Linked DNA regions of Mus musculus: region 2 is linked to region 1. Evidence: chromatin contacts called from public HiChIP or PLAC-seq data. All regions are on one chromosome and are shown on one strand. The core of a region is the stretch at or near the end of the contact, and the rest is flanking DNA. Distances in the headings are between cores, read along the strand shown. Region 1 has its middle 16 kb from the start of Cmtm4. Region 2 holds the start of Car7 (carbonic anhydrase 7).

Region 1 (5,771 bases), core at 2,651-5,150:
CCACTGCTGTAATCCAGCGAGCCCTACTCATGAATTATGTTTCTGATTATTGAAGTCTTATCAACTTTGCTCAAGTTTTTGTTTGAAAAATTAGACACCTAAGTTGAAAAGAAATGCATTAAACTGTACCCACCCTTTTATAGAGACTCAACTTTCTGCTCTCCTTCCAAGACACACACACACACACACACACACACACACACACACACACACCAGCTCTCCTCTCAGTCCTTTACTCCTTTAGGGTTTGCCTACTGTATGCAAGGCCCTTGGTTCAGACTCTAGTATTGCTGAGGATGAAACCAGGCTCCTACAGAAGAGTAGTAAGCGCTCTTAACCCGGTAGGTGTCACTCCAGGCCCAGCCCATGCTGAGACCCTGTATTATAAACCTAAATAGCTCTCCTCACCAGGGAAATTTGTCTTTGTAGTGGATACAGATCTCGACAGACAACCAAAGCCAATCAGAATGCAGTTATGGGGCCCACTCCCAATGGACACAACTTCCACATCTAAGGTTCAGGGGACATTTCAGAAGAGGTGGCAGAACAATTGTAAGAGCCAGAGGATCAGAGAGTTTGCTGTGAAATTGTGTCCCTTGGTAATGCCAGAAGCTCCACCCACAAAGTCTCACCAACAGGACTGTCCAGTCACGGAACTGAACAAGGACATCAATGATAAGCAAGCCGAAGTGCATAGGGTGGGAGTAGGGTGGGACTGACTACCACAAAGAGGACATGACACCACAAAGCCTCAACCCCATTCAAAAAACTACACACAACTAAGGTGGCACCAGGCACACACACACTGTGCATACATACAAGCAAGCAAAACAGACACATAAAATCAATCCGCTCACATGTAGCCGATTTGCAGCTTGGTCTTCATGTGGGTCTCCCAACAACTGGAGCAGGGGCTTACCCTGACTGTTGCCTGCCTGCATACAGACCTCTTCCCCTAACTGGGCTGTCTTGTCCAGCCTTAGTGGGAGAGGATGCGCCTAGCCCTGCAGTGGCTTGAGGTGCCAGGGTGGGTTGGTACTGGGGGCAACTCCTCCTCAGAGAAGGGGATGAGGGATGGAGAGAGGGGCTGTGGGGGGGGGGGGCGGGGGGAGGGTACAGGAAGAGAAGCTACAATCAGGATGCATAGTGAATAAATGATGGAAAGAATATGTGAATCATTAGGAATATAACTGGTGGAAGCTTGCCTAGCTTTTCTTCCTGTGACATCTAATAGAACCCATCTCATGGATAGAACGGAATTCCCATTCCTAAAAGTCTAGGGTTTTAGAAAGGCAAACACGTTTAGACTTTTGTTTTGGGAAGGATTCAACAACTTAAAATTCCGTTCCTTTTTAAGACAGTAATTTATGTTAGAGAGCGGGGGTGCCTCTGAGCAACTGTCAGCAGCCTGTGTCATGTTACTATGTCCATGTCCTTGATATTTTAAATACTTGGCACCATTCTACCGTGAACCCATTCCTGACCCTATTCAGACTCATCTGACAAACACTAGCCTGAAATTCTAATTCTTGGGTGTTTATAGGAAATGAGAAATAGCTGCAAATAAATAACTTCAGCGTTTTAAATCCTGAACACCAGAAATTTGTGCATGTTGTGAAGGTATTTTAAAAAGTGGTTTTGTGTCCCCAGAGAACATCTCTCTCCCAACAGTCCCAAGGGGGTGGGGGTGGGGGGATGAACAACCCTGATATCTGGTTTGCTGTGCAACAACTCAAGACAGCCCAGGAATAAAATCCTCCAATCCTAACTGCCTACTATTCCTGCTTGCAAGACTCCAGCCTACCCTTCTCCAAGTGTGTTCTGGAGAGCATCATGCAGGGTTGGAGGACACTGGAGTTCACGGCCTTCAACAGGCTTTTGTTTAGATTTGCCTTGTGAGTGACTGGGTAGCATGAACTGTTCAGAACAGCCTAAGTGTAGTGCTTCCCTCTCATCCCCCAGGTTCTGCAGAATGGGCTAAATGGGTCCCCAGAACATTTGCCTTCAGAGCGCAGGGCTCCAGCTAGGTCTGTGGTCCTCTCAAGTTTCAAATTTGGCCGGGCGGTGGTGGCGCACACCTTTAATCCCAGCACTTGGGAGGTAGAGGCAGGCGGATTTCTGAGTTCAAGGCCAGCCTGGTCTATAGAGTGAGTTCCAGGACAGCCAGGGCTACACAGAGAAACTCTGTCTTGGAAAAACAAAACAAACAAAAACAAAAAACAAAAAACCAAGTTTCAAATTTGGATTGTGGTGATAGCACCTTCTTTGACTTAAACTTTTTTTTTTCTGCCCTCCTTTCTTTTCTTGTGCAATAGTTAAGACAGTCGAATTTTTGCCACAAGAGCAACTGAACTCACCAGTGCCCACCAGTAGCTCTGACCTAGGCACAGAGGAAAGTGAGGTAAACATTTATCTGCAGGTGGCCGCAGGCCTTGGTCACCCAACACAGTCTCCATTTAGCTGCTCTGCCAGATAGTTCCCACTGCCTTCGGAACCCTCATGGGATTTGGCCAGACTGGGACAGCTGCAGGAAAGGAAAACTAGCCCACAGCTGCAGCCTGGACACCTGGACTGCCTCAGTCACGGACCCAGACTTGAGTGTGAGTCTTGGCCCCAGAAGTTGACAGTTGAGTGGTTTGGGGAAGTCCCTTGGCTTCTGGTGAGTGTCATCCTCCAAAGAAGAGAAAATCTCACCTGCCACTCAGGGAGACCCTAAGTATCCTAGCAATGCACAGTGTCCTGAAATGTGTGTCAAGGACACAGGTCAGAACTTTTGAAAGGGCTTAGAGATGGTGACAAAGAGCCAGGGAGGAAGTCACTGGCCAGGATCACACAGGAGCAGAGCTGGGGACATGAATCTCAATGTCTCTTTGATATGGCCTTCTCCCTAGGTTGCATGCTTTCTATCCCAGGCTGAACAATGTCAAATACCAGGCCTTAAAACTGAAGAAATAAATTGCTAGTTCAGACTGAGCAAAGATAGCTATTTTAGGGAAGATAGGCTCTCAGCGAATCACAAGATCCATCACCTGGGCAACTGCCTGCTTTCATGGGCAAGGCAGCTCTCTGCCATCTGCATGCGTGGGCATCTGGATATGTGGATATATATGTAGTCCTGTGCCTCCTTCCTGCCTCTCTGGGGAGCTATGGTCACCTTCCAAGGACTCATGGACCCGGGCTGCAGATACTTAAGATGCTAGTAATAGAAAGGTGAACATGGAGCCCACTCAGTCCAGACTGAGACCAAGGTCTCTGAGGCTACAAGTAAACTCCATAACTCCCACACTCGAAAGCTAGAATCTTTACAGGTCCCTTCTCCCCCCTCACCCCCCACAACAATTTGGTCCTAAGGCCTTTCGTCGGGTGGTGCATGGGAGATGGCTACCTGTGGGTATGATGGGAAACTGTGGAGCCCTGGAGCAGGTGTTTGAGACTTCAGTAGGTGAAAAGCCATTTCCTGTGTTTGGGAGTGGAAGGCCTGGCATAGAGTGTTAGCCACTGCCATAGGAAAAAGAAGCACCCTCCTGCAAGACTTCAGAGCTGAAACAAGCTGAGAAGGACAAAGCCACGGAGTTGACCTGATTCAGGATGCGATGATGAATACTGCCAATTTGATGGGATCTAGAATCGCTAAGGAGACAAGCCTCTGATGTGCCTGTAAGGGATTATCTTTATTAGGTTAATTGAGATGGGAACGGCCCATCCTGAATGTGTGCAGTACTGTTCCCTGGGCTGGAGAACTGGTTTGCATAAAAAAGAAAGCTACAGGATCTACTGGCATATGCTTTTAACCCTCAGGAGGCAGAGGCAAGGAAATCACAGGAATTTGAGGTCTGCCTGCTCTGCAGTATGACTAACCAGGCTAACCAGGACTGCATAGTGAGAGATCTAGTCATAAAGGAAAAAAGGGAGGTGGGGATGGGAGTGTGGGTGGCGAGATGGCTCAGCAGGGTACTGGCTGCATGGCTGCATCTCCAAAGGACCAAGTTCGGTTGGCAGAACCCATGTGGCAGCTCACAACCATCTGTAACTCTAGTTCCAGGGCGATCCAACACCCTCTTCTGGCTTCTGTGGGCACAATGCATGCATGTGCTATGCTTACATACATGAGGCCAAAACACCCGCACACACAATAAAATAGTAGAAGAATTTTTTTTTTTATTAAAAAAAAAGGGCTGGTGAGATGGCTCAGTGGGTTAGAGCACCCGACTGCTCTTCCGAAGGTCCAGAGTTCAAATCCCAGCAACCACATGGTGGCTTACAACCATCCGTAACGAGATCTGACTCCCTCTTCTGGAGTGTCTGAAGACAGCTACAATGTACTTACATATAATAGATAGATAGATAGATAGATAGATAGATAGATAGATAGATAGATAGATAGATTAATTAATTAATTTTTTAAAAAAGGAAGGCTGGGGCAGTGGTGGCACACACCTTTAATCCCAGCAGTTGGGAGGCAGAGGCAGGCAGATTTCTGAGTTCAAGGCCAGCCTGAACTGGAGTTCCAGGACACCCAGGGCTACACGGAGAAACCCTGTCTTGAAAAACCAAAACAAAAAAGAAGAAGAAGGAGGAGGAGGAGGAGGAGAAGGAAAGAGAAGGAGAAGAAAGCTGATCGCTTGCAGCCATTTTTCTCTGCTACCTTGATCAGTGGCCTCCAGTTCATTGCTAGGGATAACTTGCCGTGATGGACTATCAACCCTTACACTGTAAGTTGAAATAAACTTAGGTTGCTTTTGTCAGGGTGTGCACATGTATGTAGTACAGCCAGATATGGGTGTGTGATCCAGAGAGGGGAGAGCCAGCCATGTGACGGACATCCATATAATGATGAGGGTGTGGCAGTGAGGATGGGAAAGTGTGCTCTATAGAGACAGTGGGCCAGCAAACTCACGCAGGATGATCAGGCATCTCTCTCAGGGCCAGAGGAGGGAGAGGGTGGGATGGGTAATCAAAAGAGGGCAAACTGCAGTGAACCCTGTGGTGGTGGACTGGAATGAAGCCAGCCAGTGTGAACTCAGGCAGGAAGGCAATTAGGCATAAACGTGTGGAGCTACCTTAGCATCCTACACTGAAAGGGCCATGAAGGAGCAGCAAAGGCCATATGTACCAAGCAAGGCAGCTGCCTTACTATACACAAGGTCTTGGGTTCAGTTCCCAACACAGGAGGAAAGGGCCAGAGGAAGGAGGAAGAAGGGGTATGGAGGATGGGGAGGGGAGAAGAAGAAATGAGAGGAAGAAAATTCCAAGTTTTCTCACTCTTAAGTGCACAGTTGTAGTAGCCTTGGATTGCCACAGATTTTTCAGGCAGCTGCTTCCTTTTGCCACCTTCGTCCCCAGCATCCTATGATCCAGGGATGTGGGGTTGCTGAGAATCTGCCCCTAGAATCAGTCCAGCGAACATGGCAGTTTGAGAACCTGTACATTCTAGAGAAAGCCGCCAGCCAGGGTCGGCTTCTCATCAGTTCAGATCATATCATGTACTCAGCCCATACTGTGGAAGGAAGGGTCTTTCTATTTCATTCTTCCTGGGTGGGCCTCCTTGTTCCAGAACATGGAGGGGAGCCCTGTCATTAGCAACATGATTGGATGCTGAGCGGGATCACTAAGATTACACCGTTATTCCCCAAACCTGGTTCTCATGCAAGAGCCTATTGGTCCCAGTACATAGCCTGGCGCTTGGGGTGAGCGAGCCACCAGCACATGCCGGGCTGTGGGTGTCTCCTGCTGGTTACCTCAATGGCTTCCTGAGGCTCCCATGGCTGGAT
Region 2 (5,737 bases), core at 2,575-5,074, 130 kb before region 1:
AGAGTCAGTCTGAAAGGAGTGTTTTGTCCTCTGCTCCTTAGGGCTCTGCTAGTCTTTCTCCCCCTGCAGCAAGGACAGGGGCTTACTGAGGATTTGCTAACCCCTCTGATGGGGTGGCAGGGAGGCACTGTCTTAGATGGGATCACTAACCCAGGCTGGCCTCAAACTCACTATGTAGTCAAGGCTGACCTTGAACGTCTATCCTCCTACCTCTGTCTCTGGAGTTCTGGGATTACAGGTATGTACTATTGACCTTAGGTTTTATGAGGTGCTGGGGCTCAAACCCGGGAACTTGCGCATCCTAAGAAAGCACTGTGCTAACTGAGCCTGTATCCCCAGTCCCAGATGGGTTGATGCAGGGCCTTGTACATGCTGGGTAAGTGCTCTGCCATTGAGCTTCAGGGACCGGAATGAGTTCTTGGGAAGACTAAAGGAGAGGCTAGCAGAATTCTTTTTGTCTCTTTTTGTTTGAGATAGAGTTTCTCTGTGTAGCCCTTGCTGGAGCTTGCTCTGTGTTAGACCAGGGTGGCCTCCAACTCAGAGATATGCCTGCCTCTGCCACCTGAGGGCCAAGTTTAAAGGCATGCACCACCACCACTCAGCTGAGGCTGCCTGAATTCTAGCATGTACTTGGGCACACAGGACACCTCAGTTCCCCACCCCCACCCCCTTCCTTTGGGGACCTGTCCTGATCACAGTAAAGAGGGCTTGGCCCAAGGCCACAGGCAGGTCAGTGAGTGGCTAGGATCGAAAATAAAACTGATCTGAAGCTCTGAGAGGAACGGAAGGAAGGGAGTTAGCAGGTCTTAAGCATCTGTTTTATGCAGGACTACAAACATCATTTCCATCTTTTTTTCTCTGCTTCCTCTATGCCCCCAGGGAATATCTTATTGCTCCATTTTATGCAATGAGAGGCTGAGCCCAGCCCCAGGCTTTACCACAGTCATTGAGAGAGGGGGAGCTTTCCACCCGTGGTGCGGGCCCAAAGGGGATCGGTGCTAGGTTTTGGCAGGGGCCACTTACCGGTTCTGTCATCACTGTCATTGAAGTCCACCTGGACAGAGTGGCCATTGTTGGTGATGCTGAGGGACATGCAGGCCTCATAGAAAAGTTCCAGTGGCTGCAGGCTGGGCGAGTACACAGCCTGGCTGGATATGATATTGATGGGTGACTGGCGGTCTCCCTGGGCAATGGGATACAGCTTGTGCCAATTTGAAGGGCCTATAGATAGAGAGTGGTCAAGGACTCAGGCGAGTCAAGCTCTGGGAGACAAGCCAAGCTCTGGGGGGACACAAACCCGAATCCTAATCCCACCTTTCATGTCTTCATTTACCCGCCATTACCTTGTCTGGGAAACAGCTTCCAAACCCCTCCCATTCCCTTCCCCAGCATTGACAGGAGCCCAGAGAAGCACTGTAGGCCATCAACTCAGAGGTAGTTCCAGATAGTAACTCTATCCAACCCCCAGCAAACACTCAGGGAGGCCCTTGGGCATCTGAAGCCACGCTATTTTATCTAACCCTATGAGCAATTTAGCCTCTTCCTGTACCCCAAGGAACTTAGTAAACTTGGCACTTGGAATAATAAAAAACTCTCATCAGCCTGGCTTTTAGTAGGGGACATGCTTTCTCCTTGCAACCAGAATTTTATGGGGTAGAAAGCAGCATGGGGTTCATGTCATAAATGAGAAACTGGGGGTCAGCCATGCATGCTCACATGTGCATATATGCACCAGTATAAGCACACAGCATGTCACATGCGTGGGTATAAACATATAGCATGTGCATGGACTGCCTCTACCTGTCTTCTCCAAACATGTGCTGACACGTCTGTATAGATCTTCTTGTGTCCATACATATATGTATGCATGTGCAGTGACCTGGACTCAGCAGATCTTGAAGGGCCAAGCTCCCCCTGCACAGCACCCCCAGGCCTGCTGATTACATCTGACACATATGCACCCTCATACATATAACCTTCTATTGGAATCCCAATGAAGGGACCACAGCAGACCACATACCCATGCACACATATTCCCAGGAATGCATGTATGTATACACACACACACACACCTGCATACACACCCACAGGCACCCACCACCTGCCTCCCAGAGATTCCATCTGCAGTGGGGAGGCTCAGCATCTCCCTGGGGAACATCCTGAGAGGCAGCCTATTTTTAGAGCTACTGCCGGCTGGTGCTTCTCCCCCTTTTTGGCTTCTTAAGTTTTCCCGAGAAAACAGCAGCAGGTGCCGCCGACAGAGCCGTGTCCCCAATGGATGACTCAGAATGGTGGCCCAGCCTTACTGGGTTATTTTTGAAGCCCTGTGAGCGATGCCGCATTTGGGCACCTCTGTCCTCTGTCCTTCCCTTTCGTGAGCTGGACCGCCCAGGTCTGACTGCGTGAGGGGTAGGTGCCTGAGGAGAACAAGCTGTTCAGGATGCTCGAAGCACAGAGCTAGAGGACAGGGCTAGTAGAAAGGTTAGGGACGGGCACTGGGACTATGGGGGCGGCGGGGCGGCACTTAAAAGCGGATCCAGTGCATTGCAGACAGAAGATGGTCTTTTATTAACCCAGCTTTTCTATGCCTCTCTCACCATCTCTGCCGGTCTCTGTCATCTCCTTTGACCCTGAATGTCTCTGTTCAGTCTAGTATGCCCAAATCTAAGGTTGTCCTTCCAAAAACATGGTCATTAGTCTTTGAGAGTCCCAGAGAGGGCAGAATCTGCAGCAAGTATGGGATTCCCTCTGGTCAGTTGCAACTTCCTACCACAGACAATAAATAGCCCAGGACATTCGCGCTCTCTCTCTCTCACAGTGACAATCCGTGGAAAAAGCGTGACTCGGGGGATAGTATCCCTCCAGCCCTTACTCCCCACTCCACTTGTCCTGCCTAGGTTCCCCTTCTATCAGAATCATGGGTGATCATCCTTCTCTGAGAAATGGAGAAGCCCTTCCTTGCCCTCACACCCTATCTCTTCTTGGCAAGAAACACACCCAAAAGGAGCTGACCTGCCCCAGACTCACACTCAAGCTGTCTGGCTCACCGGCTTCTTCCATACTCTCTCTGTATGCCGAGGAAACTGAGGCAGAATGGAGGAGCGGTCCTCCAGGCCAGACCCAGCACCCATGGCCCCACTCACTTAGGACGAGCTGAAACACTCTCCCGGGTGTGGACACCCAGACGTTCCCATTGTGTCCCGAAGTGCCCTCCCTCTTTCCTCGCGTACCAGTCTGCACCGCAGCTCGGACACTCCAATGGGGAAACTCTCTTGGGGACACGGAGCCCAGCTCCAGGGAGGTCCCTGCATATCCGTTGTGCGCGCTCCCCGCAAAGACACCCGCGCACGGCGCTGCGACTCGGCCACCCCCTCCCGCCCCCGTCGCCCTAAGCCACCTGCAAGCGCTGCGCACGCCGGGGGAGAGAGAGTGCGGGGCCGGGTGGGAGCCAGCGCTGCAGTCCCGCGCTGCGCGGAGGCGGCGGCAGGACGCGCTCAGCTACCCAGTGGTTCGCGGGAGGGCCCGGGGCGCAGCACGGACTTTGCGCCCAGAGCAGAGGAAGCAGGGCAGGGGTTGGGTTCTGGGGACTACAAGAGAGAGGTCCGGGTGGGTTCTGGAGCGTAGGGCTTGCGGGTTCCGAAAAGCTGGTCCGACGCGCGGGTCGCAGTGAGTCCAGCTGGGTGAGAACCAGGGGTCTGCGCCTACCGTCGTCCTGGCCGTAGCCCCAACAGTGGTGGCCGGTCATGCCGCTGCTGTCCCCGCGGCTCTGCACCTGCCGGCTCCGTTCTGTCCGCTCGCTCTGTCTGCGGCTCCGGCTACGGCCCGGCTTGCCGCGGTGGAGCAGCCTCTTAAAGTGGCGGCGGGCGGGAGGAGCGGTTCCCCAGGGACCCGCCCCCACCCCCCAACAGAGCCGAAAAGGCTGGTCCTGCCCTGCCCCCACCCGCCCACTGGCCGGTGAAGTCTCAGGTCGAGATAGGAGGTCATGAAGAGATAAGCCTATTCCTCATCTCGTATCGGTTCTGGGTCCCCACCACCCTCCTCCCTTTTTTGCCAACACATATATGAACTCTGGGGCAGGAGATACCCACCCACGCTGAGAACTAGAGGATTTCACACTGTATCCTCCACCCGAGGCTTGTCCATCACTGAAGACCTGGATGTTGGGTCCCCAGGTTCCCTGCTCCACTGACCAGCAAGTGGCCAGAACTGAAGCTTAGCCTGTTTCCAGATGCCTTGATGGGGTTGGGTCAAGCTTTGGGTCCTTCCACAGTGCCTATCTATACTGCTGCTGTATAACAAAATAGGGGACAGAGGCAGGGAAGGTAGGATGACTTGCTCAACATCAGCTAGCTGGAGCGCCCGTCGTTTGCTCCCAGTCTGTCTCATTTCAGAAGCTATAAGGACAAGGGGATCCTGTGGATATGAGGGTCTGGGCATCTTGGAGTAGATGTGGGAAGTAGGCATAGGATTGGCAATCTTAAACCCTTGGCCCGAGGGTAAATAGAGCCTTGAAGTAGAAGCAGAAAATAACGACATCAACCAGTGAACTGGAAGGAGGCTAGACTCACTAAAGACATTCTAGTGGAATCGCACATGAAGTCTTGCCTCCCAGCCTCTCTCTTATTCTCTGGAGCCTCCCTCCTTCAGGGACTTTCTGCTTGCCTTGCTAAAGCCTGCTATTTGTGCCTTCTCTCTGCATAACCATCAATGCACCTGCTGGGCACTTAGGCCCTCCCCTTTGTAGTCAAGGTATCTTAACATCTGCCTTGACCCAACCTTTCCCCATCCACCAGGCCTGGTCCTTGCTGTACCCTCTTCTTGGTATGTCTTCTGTCTTCCACCCACTGGCTCCACTAGGCCCAATCTGATTCATCTTAACATGTGGCCTTGCGCCAAGGATAAGGCTGTTTCTGGCTAGGCCTCGGCAGACAGTTTGGGGAAGATTAACAGATGGGTAGATGGAAGGACAGACAAATAATTGCACCCAGGGCCCTATGCCCAAGAAGAGCTGATGAACCATTTGTAAAATCTCTCTGCTGGTCAGACATTGACTAGGGGCTGCTGTTTTCGTTTCTGCTCTTGGCTGACCTTTCATCTCATCTACCTGGCTCCCCTACATGTCTGACTCTCTCAATTTCCTCTTCCAGGTCCCTAGATAAAGATATTTCATTAATGGATAGCTCGTCAGCTGAGCTGACCTCAGTGATTTGCTAGTCCTGGAAAGTTGCCCTCTTTGACCCAAGAGCAGAAAGGGGCTCTCCATACAGATCTGACTTCAGGGTAGGAGTAGAAGACTCAAGCTCCAGGTATAGGGGGTGATCAGCAACCATAGAGATTCCTACAATATTTGTTTGCTGTTTGTTTGAGACACAGTGTCTCTCTGTAACCCTGGCTGTCCTGGAACTGGCTCTGTGGACCAGGTTAGACTTCAACTCAAAGATCTGTCTGCCTCTGTCTCCCAAGTGCTGGGATTAAAGGCGTGTGTCCTCACATCTGGCAATTCCAACATTACTGAAGCTCCAGATCTCCAAGCCAGAAACACCACCCACAGTTTGGCAAGGCAGTTGCCTTCAGGGCACATGTAGAGTTCTGTTGCCTGCGGTGAATCGGATACTCTTCCCCTGAAAGAGCTACAGTGCCCTTCAGGATCTTTGGATGGTACAGATTGGCATCTGTCGTCCCTTCCTCTTCACAGTAATTGAGACCTTTTCTATATGTATTTATAATAATTAAAGAA

The links. HiChIP or PLAC-seq counts read pairs in DNA pulled down with a chosen protein or histone mark.
Region 2: a contact with region 1 is called in an H3K4me3 HiChIP or PLAC-seq map of embryonic stem cells, with 2.0 times the contacts expected there. The contact joins the promoter of Car7 here to the enhancer-like site in region 1. A contact is called at or near these places in 2 of 39 promoter capture datasets (the C10 cell line and macrophages), 1 of 484 Hi-C or Micro-C datasets (cerebral cortex), 4 of 115 datasets of contacts at active chromatin or transcription factors (embryonic forebrain and embryonic stem cells) and 3 of 9 other capture datasets (adipose tissue, embryonic stem cells and liver).

What each region holds. Positions count from the first base shown.
Region 1 is chr8:104,408,965-104,414,735 of GRCm38.p6, reverse strand. No RefSeq gene overlaps it. Among named protein-coding and RNA genes, the nearest start is that of Cmtm4, 16 kb to the right of the region's middle. Within about 2 kb of position 3,900, at least 62 of the 459 cell types and tissues checked have an H3K27ac peak or open chromatin away from gene starts, as enhancers often do. A contact at or near this core is called in cerebral cortex and embryonic stem cells, where this site is marked.
Region 2 is chr8:104,538,894-104,544,630 of GRCm38.p6, reverse strand. It overlaps Car7 (carbonic anhydrase 7), which reads right to left and starts at 3,824. Exons shown (of 7, transcript NM_053070.3): 1 at 3,706-3,824; 2 at 1,024-1,221. The coding sequence starts at 3,745.